2 separate regions of the Mus musculus genome follow, and region 2 is linked to region 1. A link is a contact called in public HiChIP or PLAC-seq data. All regions are on one chromosome and are shown on one strand. Each heading gives the region's core, a stretch centred on a gene start, on an enhancer-like site or on the middle of the called end of the contact. The rest is flanking DNA. Distances are from core to core; before and after follow the strand shown. Region 1 holds the start of Hsh2d (hematopoietic SH2 domain containing). Region 2 holds the start of Tmem38a (transmembrane protein 38A).

Region 1 (3,614 bases), core at 546-3,045:
GATGTTAGTCTAGAGGACCACAGTCCCCAAGCTGCTCAGAAGTGGGGTGGACAAAGAGCCAAGCCAAAACAGCTCATGTTCTCCAAGACTGAGTCACATACACAAGAGAACCCCACAGGACCAGCCCTGCGCAACAAAGTGTGAGGAGGATTGGAGAGGTCAAGTGAGTTCTATGAAGTTGGCCCCGCCAGTGAAAGCACATCTCATCCTGAGTCTAGGCAAAAGTCAATGAATTAAGTCACAATAACTTGCCCAGATGTGCTGACTCAGCTGAACCCTTGGGCCCTTAAGTGGGTCTATCATCAGAGCCTACACTGGTTTCCTCCACTGTTGGACCTTTGCAGCCCAGAAACTCCCAAGCCTATGCCACCCTGGAGAGGAGCAGGGGTCAGAGAGGCACCAACTCTATCCTAGAAAGTGTTCATTCCAAAGACCCAGGATAGGTGGAAATGCACTGGGTGCAGAGGCAAGACGGAAATGCACTGGGTGCAGAGGCAAGAAGGGGTGGGCCAGGAAGCTTACAGCCAAGTCAGCTATGCCTGTTAGGTACAGGGACACATCACCCAGGACCCAGAGTGTGCACATACATTGTAGTTCATTTTAAAATCAGAAGAAAAATCAGGCATGGACTGGGTCTGCAGCTCAGTTGGCAGGGTACTCACATATGGTGAAAGAACTCCTGGGTCCCATCCCAGTATCGCAGAAAATACAGACACCTCTATGATCCCAGCACCCAGGAGATAGAGACAGGAAGAGCAGAGATGCAACATCATCCTCAGTGTTCTGTGGATTCCAGGCCAGCCAGGATGCTGTGAGATCCTGTTTTAGAAAAATAAAAAACAGAAGGGAGAAAAAAACCAGAATAAGATAGATGGACTCTATGGTTTACTCCAGTTTGTTTTGTTTGTTTGTTTGTTTGCTTGCTTGCTTGCTTTCTTGCTTTGGTTTAGTTTGGATATTGAGTTTGAATGTCCCTATGTTAGCCCAGGCTAGCCTGGAACCCCAAATCCTCCTGCCTCAGGCTACTGAGTACTGCAACTACAGACCCAAGCCATCTTGCTTTGATGTTGGCCTAGAGGGCAACATGACTGTAGAATGATATTTCAAATGAGTTTTGCAAAGGAAGGTATGATAGGTGTTGTGTGTGCAGCAAGTCTGTCCTTTCATGTCTCCTTCATGTCTGGGGCATATGCAGTTCCCTGTCCTGTATATGCATACTGTTCCTGTATCCTGTCCCCCCCAAGCAGCCTCTCCTACTTGTTGCCTTTCACTCTCTGATTGCCATATGCCCATTTCCTGACCTATGACTACTTCAAGGTTGCTGTTAAGAGGCTGGGAATCTAGCTCAGTAGGTAGAGTGCTTGTAGCTCAGTAGGTAAAGTGATTGTAGCTCACTTAGCAAGCATGAAGCCCTGGGTTCCATCCCCAGCAATGCATAATCTTGGCATGATGGTAAACCCTGAGGTCGAGGCAAGAGTCTACTTCAGCACCCCAATTGGGGTGCATAAAGCTGTATCTCAAGGGGGAAAAAAACTAGAAGAATACCAATATTGGGAAGCAGGGCGGCAGCTGTCTCAGCGATTCCATAGAGTTGGTAGAGAGTAAGTACTGAGCAAGGCTTGGCAAGAACAACTCCAGCCTCAGACTCAAGCCTTGAGAGTTATTCTGGTCCCACCCTGTTCACCTGCTGGAGGAAACAGGAACTGACTGAGGCTCCTGGCCCTGCCCCTCTGACGTGTGGACCCTGAACCGAAACTTAAACTCCAGCTCAAGCCAGCTCAAGAGCCCTTCGGAACACAACCCAAGCTGTCCAAGGTATGCATCCTACATCCTGCACCCTGCATCCAGAATCCTGGCATCCCTGCATCCCAACATGCCCCAGCTTCAGAGGCTCTGGGACTTCAGCACTGGGTGTAGTGGTGCTAGAAGATGAGAGAAGGGTTTACCAGAGGAGGAAAGCATTGCAAGGGCTAAACTCTGGCATGGCTCTCCACACAAGTCATTGCAGCGCTTTGGAGGCCGAGGCAGGCTGTACACGTTTGAGGCTGGTTTCAGCTAGCTACATGGTGAGACCTGATTCATAGAAACCAAGTGTTCCAAGAAAACCACGAGGGGAAGGCAGAGAGAGGTAAAGCCCCTCCGGCCCCACGGGGTTTTACTGGAGCTGCCAGAGAAAGGAAGGAATTTAACTGAGAAGCTCCGGGAGAGGGTGGGACTGTGGCCAGGGTTTTGTTTGAGCAGGGGAGGCAGGGAAGCTGGCTGGAGGAAGGGACATTTGTATTGAGTCTTGAAAGACTTGTAGGAGTGTTCTGAAGTAGAAAGAGAATAAACATTGAGACCTTTCTGTGTAGCATGTAGCTGGGTTCAGCTGTACTTTAGAGACACGTGTATCTGCTTCATGATGGTGCTACACTCTGGGAGACATGTTGGTAGGTGATAGCCTGGACAGGATTGTCTGTTGCACTCCTGGAGGCCTAGACTCCAATGTGCTTGAACACGGTCAGAACTAGAGCACTGTGGCAAACATGTGCCTGTCTCTGCCTGTGAAGCACAGTGAATAATGAAATAAAAAGGGGAAGTAAACTGAAGTGGGTGGTGCACTCCAGAGGCAGAGGCAGAGGCAGGGGGATCTCTGAGTTCAAGGCCAGCCTGGTCTATAGAGCAAGTTCCCCGGACAGCCAGGGCTTTACAAAGAAAACCCGTCTTGAAAAAAAACAAAGACAAAAAAAAAAAAAAAAAAAAAGAAGAGAAAGGAGGCAGTGGGAGACCCTCCTAGGGACGTTGTCTAGTCACACTCGGCAAGGCAGCCAACCTTCATTCAAAGACTGTTTCAATCCATACAGTGAAGAGTAAGTGAGGAAGAGCCAGTGTCAGCTGCAGGCCTACACACACAGCTGCACACACACGTGTCTGTACACATGGTCACCCCCCCCATACACATTCAAAATTTTTAAATATTAGAATGAGGCTGGAGAGTCGGCAGTTAAGAGTGTACACTGCTCTTGCAGAGTTGCTGAGTTTAGTTCCCAGTGCCTGCATAAGCTTAATGGCCCCTGTAAATCTGGCTCCAGGGATCCAACGCCCTCTTCTGGCCTCCAGTAGTACCTGCATACACATGGCTATTACACTCACACACATTCTCACACACAGAGAGGCACACACATACACATAAATAAAAATTAAAATCTTTTTTGAAAACAAAAAGCAATTAAATAAATAAAAACCAGATATTAGGAGAAATTCAGGTTTTTGTTTTGTTTTGAGACTGGCCTAGAAACGTCTGACCCTTCTGTCTCCTTCTGTAAGTACTAAGATGGCAGATGTACACCACTACATCTGGCTTTTCTTTTTTTTTTAAGATTTATTTATTATTATATGTAAGTACACTGTAGCTGACTTCAGACATACCAGAAGAGGGTGTCAGATCTCATTATAGGTAGTTGTGAGCCACTATGTGGTTGCTAGGATTTGAACTCAGGACCTCTGGAAGAGCAGTCAGTGCTCTTAATCGCTGAGTCATCTCTCCAGCCTCTGGCTTTGCATTTTTAATTCAGGATCTCCCTGTGTATCCTTGGCCAGATTTGAACTCCTGGTAGTTCTGCCTCTACCTCCCA
Region 2 (3,744 bases), core at 541-3,040, 380 kb after region 1:
AGATAACTCCAGCTTTCCGTGAAACATAAACACCATCGGATTTCCTGACCCTGACACTCAGCTAGGAAGGGCATGAACTTCAGCTCTGCCCCCGACTTGCAGTGTGACCTGGGGCAGTGATACAACCCTCTGTGAGACACTCTCAACCAGCCTAGTCCATCACAGCTGGGTGTGCAGCCACAGACAGGATAGAGTGGGTCCAAGAGCCAGAAAGGCATTCTTGAGGGATAAGCCTGAGCATGAGGCTCTTTGGAGATGCAAGCAATCCCAGGGTGCAGATTTTTTTTTGTTTGTTTAATATTAATCTGCAAGTAAGAATGAGTGTGCCGGGCCGGGCGTGGTGGCGCACGCCTTTAATCCCAGCACTTGGGAGGCAGAGGCAGGCGGATTTCTGAGTTCGAGGCCAACCTGGTCTACAGAGTGAGTTCCAGGATAGCCAGGGCTACACAGAGAAACCCTGTCTCGAAAAACCAAAAAAAAAAAAAAAAAAAAAAAAAAGAATGAGTGTGCCATCCCGCAGCAGTTGTGTGGAGATCAAAAGGACAATCAACAGGATTTCTACCATGGGGGATCCGGGAATCGGACTCAAGTAGTCAGGCTTGGCAGCAAGCGCCTCTGCCCGCTGAGCCGTTCCCTGGTCTAGAGAGTACAGATTTAAAGATCCTGGAGTGATACAGAACTGTCAGAGCCTGGTGAAGCAGCGCGGAGGCGTGGCTAGAGGTAGGATTAGTGGGGCGTGGAGCATGCACAGGGCGGGACTGGCGGTGACCAAGGGTGTGGGCGGGGACTGGCTGTGGGAGGGCCTGGCTGTCTGGGACACCGCCTGTCGCGGCCTACTCACAGTTTAAAGTTGAGCACAGCCCCGGCGTTCATCAGTAGCGTCCTGCGGAGGGACAGTAACGGTCAGTAAGGGTCACCCCCACCCCTCTGACTGCCACTCTCCGACCTCTAACACCCCTCATTCATATTACCCGAACAGCAGTATGTCTCCGATCATCCTTACACCCAAGGCGTCCGTCAAACCGGAAACGGAAGCCGTGATGAGGGGCGGAAAGTGGAACGAGAACTGACCAATTCTGAATCAGCATTGGTTGGGTTCGACTGAGGATGTAGCATGATGTCACCTACAGGGCGGAGCTTGGGGTGCGCGCGCGCATGCTCAGTGTTACGTGCCACAGCTGGTCCCTGCTGTTGATGCCGCTCGGGGGTTGGTTGGGCTATGGATTCCGGGCTACAGAAATTGCGCCCTTGACCCTTGAGCCGCCCGTGAACGGCTTGGATATGGATATGGGCGCGGCAGATGCCTGAACTCCAAAAGGACTCCACTTGGGTCCCCACGGAGAACTGCGATCCCGGCTCAGAGTGCATAGAGTCAGGATGACCTCCTGCCTGAGTTGTACCTCCCACGGACCTCCCAGGTCTGACTCGAGTAACCCCACGGAGAATGAGAGTCCTGACCGGACAGACTTACAGAACATAAGGCCTGGATTAAGGTCTACAGAGGATGGATCTTAACTTGTGGGGCCTCCTGAAGCGGGAGGGTCCTAACTTAGTGGATCCAGTCTGGGCTGGGGTCCACAAAGAGGAGGGTTCTGACTTGTGGAGCCTTTTAGAGAGACAAAACCAAACAGAACGTGAGGGTTTGGTTGAGGTCCCCTTGTGGGAGGCGGGGTTCTGACTTTGGATCCTCAGGAATGAAACATGATATTCTTGGCTGAGATCTTCCGAGGGCGCGGGTTTTGAGGGAAATAGGGGTCCTGAATTGGTTAGTCCCATGGAAAAGGGACAGGATTCTAACTACGCAGATGTTTAAGGACAAGATTCCCTCTTGTGTGTGCTGGATGCAGGGGACAGATCGCCTTTTTGGCTCTGTTGAACGAGTTCTGACGTCCCTACGGCCCCGCATTTTGGGCTCCCGGCTGCTAGGAGTCCCCCACCACCCCTCCTCTCCCGAGGGGTGGGGGCAGGCGGGGGGCGGTGCCTGGCAGTGGGGCGGGCTCAGTGGCGAGGGAGCATTCGTCGGGCAGCGGGGCGCGGGACGCACGGGGCCGGGGAGGCGCCCTCCATCGCCATGGACCTGATGTCAGCGCTGAGCCTGGGCGAGCTAGCGCTCAGCTTCTCGCGGGTGCCGCTCTTCCCTGTTTTCGACCTCAGCTACTTCATCGTCTCCATCATCTACCTGAAGTATGAGCCAGGTGAGTCGAGGATTGTAGGAGTTACCAGGAGGGAGGTTGCCCCTAGCTTGATGATGGAGACGAAAGGAGGAGACAGGCTAGATCCTGGAGCTGGATGGGGGAGGAGGCAGAGGCTGAGATCGTGGAGTGCTCCCACGCTCGCGCAGGTGGAGGAGCGAACCCTGGGGACAGAGGCGCTGTGGAAAGGAGGCTGCAAATGAGGTGGGAGGGAAGAAAAGGAGCGCTCTTGTTTACGGTTAGGAGGACAGGTGCTGCGGGGTTGGGGTTGAGGGCGGGGGCAACGAAAAGGCCAGAGTCAGGTTAGAGCAAGGATTCCTGAACTTAATCTTGGGCAAGGGGGATTGATGGTGGCGAAGGTTCCAAATCAAGGATCGGACCTGCCTGGGCGAGGGTCAGATGTTCTGGACGTCAGCTGCCATGACCTCCCTTAACGCCCTTGAATTGACTGCCTGGTGACTATATAAGGACTGGCCATGCTGGGTGCTGCGATCAGGTTCGGGGGAAAGTGACACCCATGTCCCCTCTGTACTGCATCTTTTGGCATCTTCTTCCCTCCCTTCTCACATGCCAGCTGGGCCAGCTCGGGCCTGGGATCCTTCCCACTTATGGAGCCTAAACCGTTCCAGGACAGGGCAACTTTGGGTCAGCTTCCTTTCAAGAGTCAGAGGAGGATAGACCCTACTTCTTTGATTAAAAAAAAAAAAAGTTAATTACTTTTACTTATCTCTGTGTTGTGGGTATGTGTGGAGGTCAGAGGACAGTTTACGGGGGTCACTGGTCAAACTCTGGTGGTCAAATTCATAGACAAGCTCCTTTACCAGCAGAGTCATCTTGCTGCTACCGCACCCCTCCTCCAAATCTGCTTTAATGAGGACAAATGTAGCTCGCCTCTAACCCCAGAACGTAGAACGTAGAGAAAGGAGGAAAGCAAGTTAATTCCAGGACAGCCAGGGCTATTGATGAGTTCTTGTCCAGTGTGACTACAGACCATCTCAAAAACAAACATAAATAAGTGACTACATAAATGAATAAATAAATAAATAAATGCCTCCCTGGAGCGTTCTATTTTTATTACAAGTTCAGTGTAAGCAAATGTGTCGTGTTTGTCTTCTGTAGTTTTAGTTATTCTACTGAACCTTCAAATTTGAAGGACAGGGTAATTTCCTTCCAGGGAAGTTAAGACCCTTCTGTGGGTGGGTATGTAAATTAATTACTTTTGGGGTGACAAAACCAGACTCCTATGTTTGCTTAGGGATGGGGTGGTGCTTCAAGATGGCCCACAGGTGGAAGGAAAAAAAAATCAAGTTTAAAAACAGTGTTCTGATAACCCCAAAAGGGCCCATCTCCAGAGCTTTCTCAGATGAAATTGTACACGTGTCCTTACAAGCATAAATACATGCTCTTATGCAAACGGGATTAGCGAGACTGTCGGGCATGCGTGTTGGGTCTCTTTCCCTGTGCACAAGCAACAAGGCTTTGCAAGGTGAAGTTCTTGTTTGTGCTATTGTTTGGAGTAACGGGGTTTCCAGTCTGAGGAAGAATTCCTGGT

Evidence for each region. HiChIP or PLAC-seq counts read pairs in DNA pulled down with a chosen protein or histone mark.
Region 2: a contact with region 1 is called in an H3K4me3 HiChIP or PLAC-seq map of embryonic stem cells, with 23 read pairs. The contact joins the promoter of Tmem38a here to the promoter of Hsh2d in region 1. A contact is called at or near these places in 1 of 39 promoter capture datasets (pre-B cells) and 3 of 115 datasets of contacts at active chromatin or transcription factors (all in embryonic stem cells).

What each region holds. Positions count from the first base shown.
Region 1 is chr8:72,187,873-72,191,486 of GRCm38.p6, forward strand. Hsh2d (hematopoietic SH2 domain containing) reads left to right here and starts at 1,796. Exons shown (of 6, transcript NM_197944.1): 1 at 1,796-1,815.
Region 2 is chr8:72,570,033-72,573,776 of GRCm38.p6, forward strand. It overlaps Tmem38a (transmembrane protein 38A), which reads left to right and starts at 1,791. Exons shown (of 6, transcript NM_144534.2): 1 at 1,791-2,195. The coding sequence starts at 2,072. It overlaps Smim7 (small integral membrane protein 7), which reads right to left and starts at 1,016. Exons shown (of 5, transcript NM_172396.3): 1 at 972-1,016; 2 at 842-883. The coding sequence starts at 997.